Regions from separate parts of the Mus musculus genome. Here region 2 is linked to region 1. Evidence: chromatin contacts called from public promoter capture Hi-C data. All regions are on one chromosome and are shown on one strand. Each heading gives the region's core, a stretch centred on a gene start, on an enhancer-like site or on the middle of the called end of the contact. The rest is flanking DNA. Distances are from core to core; before and after follow the strand shown.

Region 1 (7,146 bases), core at 2,147-4,646:
TTATTTTTTTCCCCTCCCTCCCTCCCTCCCTCCCTCCCTCCCTCCCTCCCTCCCTCCCTCCCTCCTTCCTTCCTTCCTTTTTTTCATTAAAACACCTAATTTTATCCAGGCCATTTACTGTAAGCACAACACTCTTTTCACATTGCCCTGAACCTCTTGGTAATAATTTTCATATGACTTTTTGTTCTATTGATCTCCGTTTTGCTTTATTTGGTATACAAATATCTTGTCTTGCTGGCTATAGTTTTTAATGTAGTCTTTTCCTTAGATAATATGGATATTCTAATCTGGCTCTGCTTTATCAAAGTTCTTTTAAAAAGTCTAAATAGGTCTTCCCATGCTATGTTTGCCTCATGTGTGCACACATTTACATCTCCATGTGGTTTAAGATGTAGTTTGTGAATGAGTGCTTTGCCTACGAGTATGTATGTGCACCGCGTGCGTGCCTGGTACCCACAGAGGCCACAAAAGTGTATCGGATCCCCTTTTGTTAGTATTAAAGGGAACTGTTCTAAAACAGTCTGGAGTTATTGATGGGTATGAGCTGCCATGTTTGATGCTGTGATCCAAGCCTTCATTTCTGCAAGAGTGGCCAGTGCTCTTAACTGCTGAGTCATCTCTCCAGCCCACACATGCATTCTTTCTTTTTGTTTGTTTGGTTTGTTTGTTGAGAGGGTCTTTAATATATAGCCTTGACTGGCCTGGAGCACTGTCTAGTCCAGGCTGGCACCAAACTTACAGAGATCTGCCTGCGTGTGCCTCCCTAGTGCTGTAATTAAAAGGGTGTGCTACCATGCCTGGTATGCACTCTTAATGTGGAGGAACTAGGAGCAAACAAATCAACAAAATGTATTAAATGTCTAGTATTTATTTGGATAAAAAGAAAAGGGGGTAAATATAGGGACATGGAGATACAGATTAATTGTGTCAATTAGCTGTTCTTTTTCTGTTGAAACAACTGCTCTGACAAGGTTTAAAATGAGAATACATGAGGACAATTACCAACTACTGTGTCCATAAGATGAATCCGATCTGTTTATAAGGGAAGTTCTAAAGCCAATAGGAGATAGAAGAACAGTTTCTTAATTCACTGAAACTGGTGTATTCAAAGGAAAGACATGGTATAATCACTACAAATCAAAAAGACTGCAGATCCGTAAGGATGAATATGTATGTGAAGCTGTTCAGAGTCCAGGCAAACCCACATGTAATAGGTAAGTTCCCTGTGTTTATAACAAGGGTTATGGTGGGGGCTGGAGAGATGGCTCAGCGGGTAAGACCACTGACTGCTCTACCAGAGGTCACATCCCAGCAACCACATCCCAGCTCACAACCATCTGTAATGGGATCTGATGCCCTCTTCCGGTATGTCTGAAGACAGCTACAGTGTATTTATATAATAAATAAATAAGTCTTTTTTCAAAAAACGAACAAGGTTTATGTTTTAAAATATGTTTGAGGTAAAAGGAAAGAGGGATTAATGCTGTTATCCACAAATATGCATAAAAAAAGGTAGGACCTGAGTGGTAAAGTTGAGGTTAGAACTGACTTTGTGGGGCCTGCCATCAGAGAGAGAGGCACCTGTGGAGACCACTGAGGGCTAAGGTTGCTAGACAGAGGGAGAAAGGATTGCAGAAATGGTAAAAAGAATGAGTGCTTGACGTATATTTATATATGCTGTGGGGTAAGTCACAGAATTATTAGGTGACAAGTTATGGTTTGTGTGGCATGTGTGCATGTTCTGTGATACATGTGTGTATATATGTACAGGAGTATGTACATAGGATGCCTTTGAGTGGTAAGAACTGTCATACAAAAGCTGTTAACAGTGCTTTCTTTCAGGAAATACTCCTGGGTAATTTTTCATTGAATTCTGTCTTGGACCTTTTGAATTTTATGTTGTGAGTGTGTATTTCTTAGTCAAGAAGAACTTTTTTAATGACCCACAGGTAATTATCATCAGTAGACTCTTGAGAAATGTGTATTATAACAAGGTATTCATTCCATGAAGATTAGTAACAATTTTTTTTTTTTACTTAAATGGTTAAAAGTAGGAAGGAAATTAATTTTCCCTGCTTGCAGTGATAAAGATCTGACCTGTGGTAATCAGCGGTAGAAATGGAGAGAGAAATGGATTATACACAGGAGGGGAAAATAAATCAACAGAGTTAATGAAGAGTTGAAAGCAAAGAGGGTTGGAGATGAAGCCCTGGCTAATGGGAAAAGGACCGGAACATGGCTGAAGTGCTGCCTTGGAAGCAGTTGTGGGGCGGGGGAGGCTGGACATTCACTTTGTTATGGACACCTCCGTGTTTCTAGGTTGCTGTCCTCTGCCTTCTGACCATACTTAGTCCTTAGAGGAGAGCTGGCTACAGAGCTTTGGAGGGAGCACACTTGCCAAAGCATTGCCATTGGCTCTGCCTGGCATTCTGGCAGCAGCTGGGCACCTGCAGTCTAGGTGGCCTCTGAGGCTTCTCTACTTTAGAATCTGAATTGAAATTGAAGCCACCTCTGTAATGTCTGGGGTGAGCAAGTCAGCTTCTAGAAGCCATGGGTGGAAACCTGACTTGAACCCAGGGCTTAGGGAGCAGGCCAGCATATCTGCCTGTGCGTGGCCGTCAGAGGCCGTCTCGGTGGTAACCAGAACAGAGTTGGGATGAGACCTTAAACTGTGACGGACAGTCAGCCCTAAAGAAAGGCCAACATGTAGAGATCAGCAGCCGTATGACCGCCTTTGTATTGTGGAGGGTGGGTGCTTTCAAGCCTTGATAGCAGAATGGGAGAGGCAGTTTAAGCTCCAGTTTGATGTGTGACTTGGAGCCTGTTAAGCTGACTGTAGATACTGGCTCCCCGGGGGAACACCTGGCTTTCTCATTAAGCCCAAAGCCTCAGACCCTGTGAGCATGAGGGCCTGGTCTGCTTAGCTTCTCAGAAACACTGTACGCTTAAATGGTATTGTCAGCATTTCAGTCAGTTCTGTCATGATTAACAAACAAAAAAGCAGTCCATGTAAGACTAGGTCACAGAAAGACTGGGGCTTCTGATCCGTCGTGGGTTTCAGTCATAAATAGTGTTAGTGATCCCCGCTAACTTTCGTGCACTCTTTATCCTTATGTCTCCTGCCTCTGAAAGGCTCACAAAGCACAGGTTCTCTGAGTTGTTTCCTGCAGTACAGTCCTTTGTCAACAGCTCTTTCTATTGGCTGTTTTCATGACATAGTCAGGAACCTTGAACCAAGCCTGTGGGATGCAGAGACAAACTAAAGCTTCTGCTTATGTGCAGTGTTTGCAGGTGAGTTTGCAGCTTGCTTCTAGGAGCTGCCACAGTGTTAGAGAGCGGAGCAGATGAGCGGAGGTTTAGGGGGAGTTGGTGGGAGGGAGCAGGAGTCGCAGTTGGTTGCATCATGACTTTAAGGCCAAGAGCAAGTCCATCCTTAAGTATTTCCAGATGTTCTGTGTCTAGGGAAGGGATACTTAGAACCTTTGTGGATTCTCTTCACTGATCGTGACTGCTGTGATTTCCATGATAGATTTCCCTTTATGGTTGTTTTAAACAGACAGGGTTTTTTGGAGGCCTGTTCTGTTTCTTTAAATATCAACGTTGGTTTTAAGACAGCATCCTCATTTTCTAGGTGAGTTTGGGACTTAAAGCAGTCTTTCGTAGACCAAGCAGCCAGTGAGGGAAATACTCACCGCTTCATGGTCCATACTTAGGGGCGGGGGCTGGGTGTTGGGTGCCTCCCAGAGGTGATAGATAATCCAGGAGTCTTCATTGCTAAAAGCCTTGGCACAGTTGATAGGAAAGGCGTGGGAAGAATGTTAAAATGAGACTCCGAGGGTCTCATAGGTACAGATCACCCCAGTTCTCAGCTTGCTGAGTTAGTGGTAGGTAGTGAAAGGTATCATGTCTCTCATAACGAACACAGTGTTCTCAGAGCACAGCCACAGTGGCCTCCCGTCCTGAGAGTGTCCTGTGCTTTCTGGTTTGTTTCCTGTCCCCTGTTTTGCCTCATCTATACTTGCCCTGACTTTTAATATAACTTCTGACCCTTCCTTAAAATTATATTTCAGCTACTTACTGACTTGTCAGAAAATGATTTGTCTTTACTTGAGAAGCAGTTTTAAAGGGAGGTTCAGTTGTGGTCTCTGAGGTCAGGGTACCAGGCCTTGAGAGTCAGGTGTGGCATATGCTAACATAGTTAACATATAAATAACATATGTAATACTGTTACACCCTCCACCCCTCCCTCTTTACTAATCGATATTAAATAATCCTCCTGTCTCCGTAGATAGGAGGCTTGGAGGAATTGTTTAAAAGCTGCTGCAGGGTCTCGAGCAGAGGAGGTGAATGGTTGCTGAGATTTAGCTTAGATAGTAGCCAGGCTTCGTCCCTGAAAGACAAGGACTATTTTTCTCTTCACTTTTCTTTAAGGGAAATTGTGTTTTAAATTCAGATTTTGGTTTTTAAACCCATTATTCTCCAGTGATCTTTGCCAGATTTCACTAAGGGTATCAACAGTCCAGGCCTCAGCAGGATTCAGAAATGGGGAGAGACAGGTAGGTGCTTATGAAGGGTGCTCAGTACCCAGAGGCAAAGGATGTCAAATTTGGGGGAAGCGTCCTGATCCTAAAAGACATCAGGTTGCCCTATAAATAGCTACAAGTTGCAAAGCTTTACGGCAACCATAGCAGACCAAAAGGGGGCAGCAGAGAGTCATCTGCATTCTGTCTGCAGGGAAGGGATTCCCGAGTAGAAAAAGCCTGCCCCAACCCAACCTTAGCCCAGTGCTACTGAGTTGGTAACTAAAGCACAGAATAGATAGCGACTAGGGGTTCTGGGCTGCAGACAGTCACACAGCTGAGAGAGAACTTGTATGTCTCTTCTGATGATAGAGCAAGCAGCAGCTCGGCATGGCTGAAGCTGTCGGCTCTTCTCAGCACTCCTCTTTCCCTGATGGAGAAGTTGAGTAACCTGCTTGTGTAGCCCATTGCTACATGGAAGGTTGGGTTGATCTACTGTGGCCTTCAAGGTTAGGATGAAACAGACAACATTTTTCATATTTCAAAAATAGAAAAAGATGATTAAGGCTTTTAACTTTATAAAGGAAAAAAAAAGTCTGTATTTTAATGTTTCCTGGCAATCTTTTTATTATACCTCCATTTATCTGTTTTAAGTGAATCTGTTTAAGTTAATTTAGATTTCACTTATAAAGTTAATCTAATTTTTGCAGAATTATTTGAGGGCCTGAGAAGATAATCCTAAAATCGAGTGAAAGAATAAATGGCCATGAATACTCACGCTGGGTTATGGGGGCAGGCAGGGAGGGGTTGTTTTTGGTTTCTAGTTTATTGGGCCTCTAGTGATTATGGAACAGCTTTGAATTAAGTGACATTTTCTCATTTCTTTTTGTTTTTATACAAGACTTTTCAGCCCAGTAAATTAACCCCCAATTAATGTATGCTTTTGTTTTTAGCATGTATATGTGATTCATATAGAATCACATTAATTATGAGATATAGATTTATACATATATACCTTATATGCATACCTTATATCCCTTATATACTTAATACCTTATATGTGTATATATATATACCTTATATACTTACATACCTATATGCATAAAACATATGTCCCTAGTCTTTTTTCTGCCATTTATTGAACAACCCATGACCCATGTTGTGCTTTGACATAGGAAGTAGTCTACAGTTCTACCTGTATCAGTGCTCAACTTGTATCATGAAGCATGTTTAGCAGCCTCGTTAGTTCTCAGACGTATTTTCCAAACGCTTCGTTTGAATGTGTAGTTCCTGCATCCTCCTCCCAGCGGAGCCTTAGATGATAGCTGAGCTCCTCAGAGATGTGGCCACAAACCTCAGACAGCCTATGGGGCTTTTTCGCTGATGATAATCATAATCCAATGTCCTCGTCCTCATCCTCTCCTAGAATAGCCTGCAGATTCCAGGGGGACTTCTGGATCCCCCTCTTGTAGATGAAGGATATAAACCAAGAAACCTTTCCAAGGCCAAGCAGCTAGAGACTGACCAAAGACCTTACCCTGGATTTATTTGGTTCTTCCTCTAAACCTGAGGGAACATTGTTTCCATATCATCCAGGCTCATAAAAACATTGTTTGCCTGCTCCACAAATGTCCGGTCAGGTTAGCTTCACATCCCCTCAGCAGCGTGCTGCTCCTGAAAGCACACTCGGTATGTGTGTTTATGTCACCTTCTGTAGTGGTGTCGAAACACTCCTTCCTATCCCGGAACACCCATGGTACAAAGAGAGCAGAGAGGCAGAAATAGCCTGGGTTTGTTTTCTCATGTCAGTAGAGATCTATAAACCGCTGGGCTTTTGGAAGATATTTTAATAGAGGATGACTTTTCAAGCTAAGGCTGTGTGCTGACAATAGTGCTGTAAGTTTATCATATTTATGACTCCCAGATTTTATTTGAAGGAGTTGACTGAAAGACTAGAGATGGGCTCTTTCCCTGCTACCATGTAAAGTTAGCTTTCGCCTCTGGACAGAGTGTAGATTTGAAGTCAAGGCTGGCGTCTTAGGGCTGACCTTAATGTACATGTTTATTGAGGTGAGAATCGCTGAGGACGTTCTAATGCCGTGTCCTCCCCCGTCCCCCTCCACCCACCTTCTCTTGGCTTTCATTTGTTAGTATTACCTTTCTTTGTAGATAATAATCATTTGGGCTCCACTCTCAGATCCTTCTAGCCAAGTACTTTGTGGTAGTTCTGCGTTCCCTAGATACTTATTTGGAAAGCGACATTGGAGCACTTTATTTCTCAGAATTTTGATATCTTATTATGGTAAAATAGTACAGAGTCTCTTTTATTTGTTTTGATATCTTCATCTTTGGCAGAAATAAGTCTGACCCTTCCCCTGTGGACAGAGTGTATTCTCTCTCTGGAGCACGGCCAGCTATGGTTCGAGTGTTGAGGATGATTCTATCATAGTGACTTTGTGATCTCTGCACCGGAACATAGCTGATCTTTAGAAAATGTTTGTTTGACTGGATGACAAAATGAAATTTATAAGCCAATTAATATTTAAAGCTCTGATTGTGTGCATGTTGTTTTCCTCTGTTCATACATCGTTTGAACTCGTCAAATGAGCAAATGAGGATAACTTGG
Region 2 (7,146 bases), core at 1,221-3,720, 730 kb after region 1:
GAACAAACACAGGAAACCTGAAGAAGGTGGGAGTGCAGTTTAGTACTGAGCATCAAATAGATGTAGATGCTCACGACATCTCAAAATGCCAGGAGTAATAATAGCACATGCTTGTAATTTCATCACTCCAGAGGCCAAGGCTGAGACAGGGGAACTACATGAGTTTGAAAACAGCCTGTTCTAAATAGCTAGTTCCAAGCCAGCTAAAGTTACAGATCAAGACTTCATTAATAAATAAGTATTTGAGAAATAATACCATGCTAAAGATACCTCAAAGAATCTTGTAGTCACTGCTGGGACATACAGCTTTCTACAGCAAGCTCTTATGCAAGGCCTTTTCATAATCCTGTGTTCTACCTAAAAATCCAAGATGTCACAACTTTGTAGATAAGGAAATCAAAATGATTAAGATTTAATTCCCTACTCGTAAAGGCATAAAGCAAAAAATTTATTTTATGAACATTTTATTGTGTTTTATAGATGTATTTATTTTTATATGTATGAGTAAGTTTACATGCATGCATGTGCACCATGCACGTGCCTGGCAGTGGGGGCCTTAGGACGATGAGAAGACAGCATCAGATTCCCCTGTACTGATGTTATAGATGGTTGTGAGCCACTCTGTAGGTGCTGAATAACAATTGCTCCTTACTGCTGAGTCATCTCTCCAGCTCTTGCAACAAAGTAACTTTTACTTTTACTTAAATACATCACAAGACAGGTGTTACACAAGTTTGTGAAGTAAGTTGTTAGTGTCACCAGTAATTTTAAAATTCTACAATTTGGAGGCTGGTGACATGGTTCAGCAGTTAAGCACTTGCATTCCATCATGAGGACCAGAATTTGCATCCCAGTGACCATGGCAGCTAGTTCACAAATGCCTCTCAGTCCAGCTCCAGGGGAGCCAACACACACACACACACACACACACACACTAAAAAAAAAAAAAACCCAAGCAAACAATAGTCTAGTTTTCTCCAGCGTTTGCCATGTCCTTCAGGATCTCTGAAGACAGAGTCAAGATCTCATTAAGCAGCCTTGGCTGTCCTGGAACTCTGCTTGGTGTGTAGACTAGGAATTCACCAAGACCTATCTGCCTCTTCCTCTGAAATGAAAGGCACACTCCTGGTCCTCTGGCAGAAACTCTCAATGTACTCTGTGTGCATGGTGTACATCCTTGTAACTTGAGAACTCAGAAAACATAATTTCAGATATACATTCAGTCAAAACACCTATACATATAAAATAGATTTTATACATATATTTTTTTATTTTCAATTGAAGATTATATTATCTTATACCCAATGTTCCCAAAATTTGACTAGAAAAAATATAGAAATTTTCAGTAATTTCAGCAAAGTGTTATGATACATAATTGACTTACAAAGTTTACCAGTCTTAATACATATGAGTAACAAGCATGCTGAGAAAGAGATCATGGCACGCTCCTCTTCCCAGTCTCTCAAATAAAATAAAATATTTAGAATATACATAACAAAAGAGTTTTAAAAAAAACCCTCTACAATGAAAACTTTAAATGTGTGAAGAAAGAGTTTAAGAAACATACTCGAATTTGAAGACCTCCCAAGTGTATACCTTGGTAGAATTAATATTTTGAAAAAAAGACCTTTCTACCAAAACAACTTACAGATTCAATGAAATCACAATCAACATCCTCATCACATTCTTCACATAAGTAGGAAGAAAATTCTCTATTTGATATGGAACAACAAAAGACCCAGAATAGCCAATTAGTCATAGATAAGTGTTTGTTTCTATGCGTTCTGCCCGTTTTAAGTGCTAAGTGCATCTGTCTATGACCCCAACTTTTATACATCCGTTTCCATTAGGACTGCACTTTCAGTCCAGACATTCCGTCTCTTGATGCTTTTTCTCTAAACTAGGTCACGTTAACACGGACAGTTGGAGTACACCGTAGCATCATCTATACTTTTGTATGTTTTAAAAATATTCCACAATAAAACTCTTAAAAATACCCAGGCAAATTCGGTGTCCAGACTATCTCAGTTTGTAATAGTGGACAGGCAAGAAAGTAAGTCTCAGCTCAAGAAATGCAACCCAGGGAGGGGGTGGGACTCAGGGTGTCCCTCAAGATAGGCAAGCATCCCCTACCCCCATGAGCCACACCCCTCAGCCCTATGCAAGCATTCTGACTTGTTTCAGCTCTTATGTAGATTATAAAGTTATTCTGGGCGACTTTGGCTCCCGTTCAACCACAGAGCCTGAGCTTAGAGCTAAAGTTCTGTCCATCCGGAGGGCACCGGAAGAAAGGTGCAATGAGCAGGCTTGGAGCCCGCGCGAAATCCACCCTTCTGTCCTTGTTAGGTCTTTTCTGCCAGATGAGGAACGTAAAGCCCACCTTCAGGGTAAGGCTGCTAAGTAAGGAGGCGAGTGCGCGCGCGGACGCCTCGCTGACAAGGGACGCGCGGGGCGGTGGGGCGTGGGGACCGCGCACGCGCAGTGGCTCACCGGCCACGCCGCGGCTGTTGTGGGTCGGTGGGCGGGGCGGCTGGCTGGCCGAGCGAGGCGTCGCCACATCGAGGGCCCTTGTGGGGCTCAGCCTTCTTCAGCGCCCGGCGGCAACGGCTGAGCGTGCAAAGCCGCCGTTTGCTTCTCCAGGTCGCTGTCTTCCAGTCTCCGGCCGGTGGACAGCATGGCCCGTGAGTCTGCGGGCGGTTGGAAAGACGCGGAGGCTCGGGGAGGGACGGCGCCGAGCGGCCGGGGGAGGAGCGGGAGCTGGCTGGGAGGAGGAAGAGACGCAAACGCCACCTCGTGCTTGTGGCGGGCGGGACGCGGGCTCCAGGTGGGACAGGTGCCCGCCTCCTAGGTGCGGGTGTGCGTGAGGACCGCGCCCACCGGGAGCGTGGGCGGCTGCCCAGCGGGACCAGTCCGCTGAGACGTAGCGGGCGCCTGAGGTCTGGAAGCCCAGGGTGCCCTCCAGCTCTTTTGTCCTCGAAGGTACCTTTCCTTGAGCTCAGCCTCTGCTGGCTTTAACAGCCAAACTGGATCTTCACACACCTATCAAAGCCAGAACTTATTTTTGAGTGAGGCCTGTGTACACAACCACTGGGATGGAGATGGAGATATATATAATTTAATTTTTGTTTTGGTTTTCGAGAAGGGTTTTGTTGTATACCCCTGGCTGTCCTGGAACTCAGTCTGTAAACCAGACTGACCTCAAATCTCAAATTCAGAGATCTTGCCTGCTTCTGCCTCCCGAGTGCTGGGCGCAAAGGCGGCGTTACTTGACACCTATGCTGTTGTGGTAATATACTTAACTTCTCGAGTGTTTCTTCCTAAGCTACCCCCTGGTCAATCTGGGAATAACTAAAGATACTCTGCTTTCTTGCTGATAAAAATAAAACTTTAAGGCTCCTATAACGAAGGACTCTTTACTATTAAGTATTCATATTGTTGAGGGTGGGAAAAAAGCATGCCTGTTTATCATTGTAGGTGGAAATCAAAGAGAAATTGCCCGACAGAAAAACATGAAAAAGACCCAGGAAATTAGCAAAGGGAAAAGAAAAGAGGACAGCTTGACTGCCTCTCAGAGAAAGCAGAGGTGAGTAGTGCTAATAGAATGTTTAAGTCAGTGGCCGTTTGACTGCGGTATTTTCAGAATGAGTGAAGAACGTGTTTAAACCCTTCCTGGAACTGAGCCTTGCCTACAGTTCAGGGTTAACACTGTGTGTCTGTGTAAGAACACTGAAACCATGCATTGTAGTTATTGTCCTATCCTATGGCTGAAGAATGCCACGCCCTGAAACTATCATGTCTGCAGAAACACTCTTACAGCAACTACAAACTGTGAGAACTTTATTGTAGAAAGTAACAAACATCCTCTATATGTAAACACTGTTGCATGAATGGGATACAATGTTTCCAAAACTGACAGCTTGGCCCAAGCCTCTTAATGAAAGAGATGAGTGTCAAAAATCAATTATGGGCTTCAGGAGTCCATTGGGGATGGAGAAAGTGTTTGGACACCAGATTCTTAGAAGATGTTATGCTACTCAGGCCAGCACAGGCTAAAGAGACCTACAGACAAGACCTTGTCTTTAAAAAGTAGGGACGTAGCTCAGCAATAGAGAACACTTGCCTAACATCTGTAGCACTTCAGATCATTTCCTATGGCAAGTAACTGCCACAGACACACTTTAATGCCCTGGGCAATGCTAATAAGTTGTCATCCTAGGACTCGGGGCAGATGCAAGAGAATCAGGAGTTTGAGGCCAGCCTGCACTACGTGACAAGATACTGTCTCAAAGAAAGATAATCGCTTTGACTTTTTTTTTTTTTTTTTTGGTTTTTTTTTTTCGAGACAGGGTTTCTCTGTATAGCCCTGGAACTCACTCTGTAGACCAGACTGGCCTTGAACTCAGAAATCCACCTGCCTCTGCCTCTGCCTCTGCCTCCCAAGTGCTGGGATCTTAAAGGTGTGTGTGCCACCAGCGCCTGGCATGCTTTAACTTTTTTTTTTAAATTCATTTTGCCTGTGTGTGTGTGTGTGTGAGAGAGAGAGAGAGAGAGAGAGAGAGAGAGAGAGAGAGGAGAGAGAGATGAAGAGAGAGAGAAAGAGAAAGAAAGAGACTGAGACTGTGTATCTGTGTGTTTTCTTGGCCCAAGCAAAATCTTAAAACTCTTAAATGCGGTTGCAGATTATCATGTTCCAAAGGGGAACAGAGAGCTTGGAGGCAGAGTTCAGGGTTACATTACATGCTTTGCACACTGGAGCTGCCAGTTCAATCCCCAGGACCACGCATACACAACAGAAATGTAGTTCCAAGTTATAAGTTCTATCATGACATAGAATAAGAAACCTGGGAGGCTGGGCATATGCATCTCACCCTCTTTACAAGCCCCATGAGGCCAAGCAGGCTGGAGATGTGTCTTAGTGTCATGTACCTCACACGCCTGGGCTCTTGTCTTTACTCCCCTGTGCTGGAAAAGGTTCGAGTTATCCTCAAGTTTACAATATACTTCACGTTCTGGGAATTTAACCTAGGACCTTTTAACCCTATCACTGAATCACACATGTTCTAACGTGAGATTCCATTGTTCATACAGAACTTGGAGCTTAGGGATGCTTCAATGTAGCTTAGCACTGGTCTCAGTCCTTTACGTGGGCATCACCTTGGACTCTGATGACTACTAAAGCCAGCACTCAATTGTTTTCAGATGAGACTTGTCATTGAAGAGAAGAATACGTTAACTGCAGAGAGATCAGAAGTCCAAGGTCATCCTCAGTTCATATCAAGTTCAAGTTTAAGGACAACCGATTTAGTGAGACCTTCTGTGCTTATGGGCGCGTGCTAGGGCTGGAAGTGAAACTTGCCATCTGGTCGAGCCTTTGCCTAACATATATAAGGCTCCGAACTTGGCCCTGCTCTTTCTCTCCTCCCCTACAAAGCACACGAAATAAATCGTAACTCTCCGTGTATGTTAGACCACAGTGGAGTCCTCTTAATCAATGAGATCAAGTCCTTAATGTAGGAGGTATGCAGGTCCTTGTGCTCACAGATAAGCACTGGGGAAACGGGAATGTTAAACACAGGGTGTCTCGTCGAAGGAAGAGATGTATAAATCATTTTCCACTCAGAGGCTGTGAATGGACTGCTGACCTTTGTGCTGTATGTGTGGCCCGGACACAGTGGCTCCCCCGCCCCCACTTATCTTGAGCTTGTTTGTCTCAGTAACATTGTAGCTTTATCCTCTAGACCCTTTTCATGAGCTGGTTCACCTTGAGCCAGTTTCAGTGGTTAATCTATATAACCTATCTTTATGGAAAATGCCATTTGTACTTTCCTAAAAGGGTTTGTTTTTTTGTTTTTTTGAGACAGGGTTTCTCTGTGTAGCCCTGGCTGTCCTGGAACTCATTTTGTAGACCAGGCTGGCCTCGAACTCAGAAATCTGCCTGCCTCTGCCTCCCAAGTGCTGGGATTAAAGGTGTGCGCCACCACCGCCCGGCTGCTAAGAGTTTTAATGTAGACAGCTCTTAAGCTTTGTTGTGTACATGGGACTGAGTTAATTATCACCAGGAAACTTTTTTCCAGATGGTGCTGACTTAAATATGCCTAGATTTACCCAGTTGTAAATTCTCAAAGTTTGAACTGACACTGGCCTTTTTATCTCACACAGTTGTTAACTTTGCTCGCCTTGGTAGTCACAGAAACCTCCACACCTTAAGTATCACTTTCTTTTCCTTTATTTATTTATTTATTTATTTATTTCCAGGCAGGGTTTCTCTGTATAGCCCAGACTGTCCTGGAACTCACTCTGTAGACCAGGCTGGCCTCGAACTTAGAAATCCGCCTGCCTCTGCCTCCCAAGTGCTGGGATTAAAGGCGTGTGCCACCACGCCCGGCTTTCCTTTCCTTTATGATAGTCATTGTGTTTATATGTATGTGTGTGCGTGTGCGTGTGTGTGTGTGTGTGTGTGTGTGTGTGCATGCATGCATGAATGCGTGCTTCAAGTAATTATAAGTGTACACACGTGTGTGTGAGGGAATGTAGAGGCCAGAGGTTGGTAGCAAGTGTCTTTTCCCCCATCACTCTCCACCTTGTATTTTTGACAGCATCTCTCACTAAATAAGAAGCTCATCCCTCTGGCTAGATTGGCAGACTGATCTACCTGTCTAAGCCCCGCCCTTCCAGCACTGAGGTTAGATGCAGACCACCGTGCCCTGCTTTTTATGTGAATTTTGTGGAGGTTCTAAACTGAGAGCCTGGTGCTTGCACAGCAGGAACTTTAATAACTAAGACACCTCCACAGCCCCAGTGACTTTACTAATACAGCAAGGAGCTTGCCTTCAGTTTCTGTTAGCTCAGTGATCCTGAAATGAGTCAGACACAGTTCTAAATGCAGCACCTGCCTTGACCCCACCTATCTAGGTAGGACCCTGAGCAGCCAAGCCCCACTCCTCCAGTCACCTACACTGCAGTGGCTGAGGCCTAGAATTGGTACATAGGCTGCTGGTTGCAGTTCAGGCCCATGCCCTGAGCCAGCCACACAGGGGCTTGGAGCTGGACTCATGCAAGTTTTCCAATAGAAAAAAGGTCACTCGTAGGAGACAAAGGAAAACACCCAGCTTGGAAACACAAAAGCCGCTGTTTTTTGGTTTGTTT

What was found. Promoter capture Hi-C pulls out the DNA fragments that hold promoters and counts their contacts.
Region 2: a contact with region 1 is called in a promoter capture Hi-C map of the HPC-7 cell line. The contact joins the promoter of Serf1 here to the enhancer-like site in region 1. A contact is called at or near these places in 5 of 39 promoter capture datasets (the HPC-7 cell line, cranial neural crest, liver and 1 more), 1 of 484 Hi-C or Micro-C datasets (adipose-derived mesenchymal stem cells), 4 of 115 datasets of contacts at active chromatin or transcription factors (embryonic forebrain, embryonic midbrain, large pre-B cells and 1 more) and 1 of 9 other capture datasets (liver).

What each region holds. Positions count from the first base shown.
Region 1 is chr13:99,371,020-99,378,165 of GRCm38.p6, forward strand. All of the region lies in intron 4 of Mrps27 (mitochondrial ribosomal protein S27), which reads left to right. Among named protein-coding and RNA genes, the nearest start is that of Mrps27, 30 kb to the left of the region's middle. Within about 2 kb of position 3,397, at least 17 of the 459 cell types and tissues checked have an H3K27ac peak or open chromatin away from gene starts, as enhancers often do.
Region 2 is chr13:100,105,549-100,112,694 of GRCm38.p6, forward strand. Serf1 (small EDRK-rich factor 1) reads left to right here and starts at 2,471. Exons shown (of 3, transcript NM_011353.2): 1 at 2,471-2,681; 2 at 3,475-3,583. The coding sequence starts at 2,675.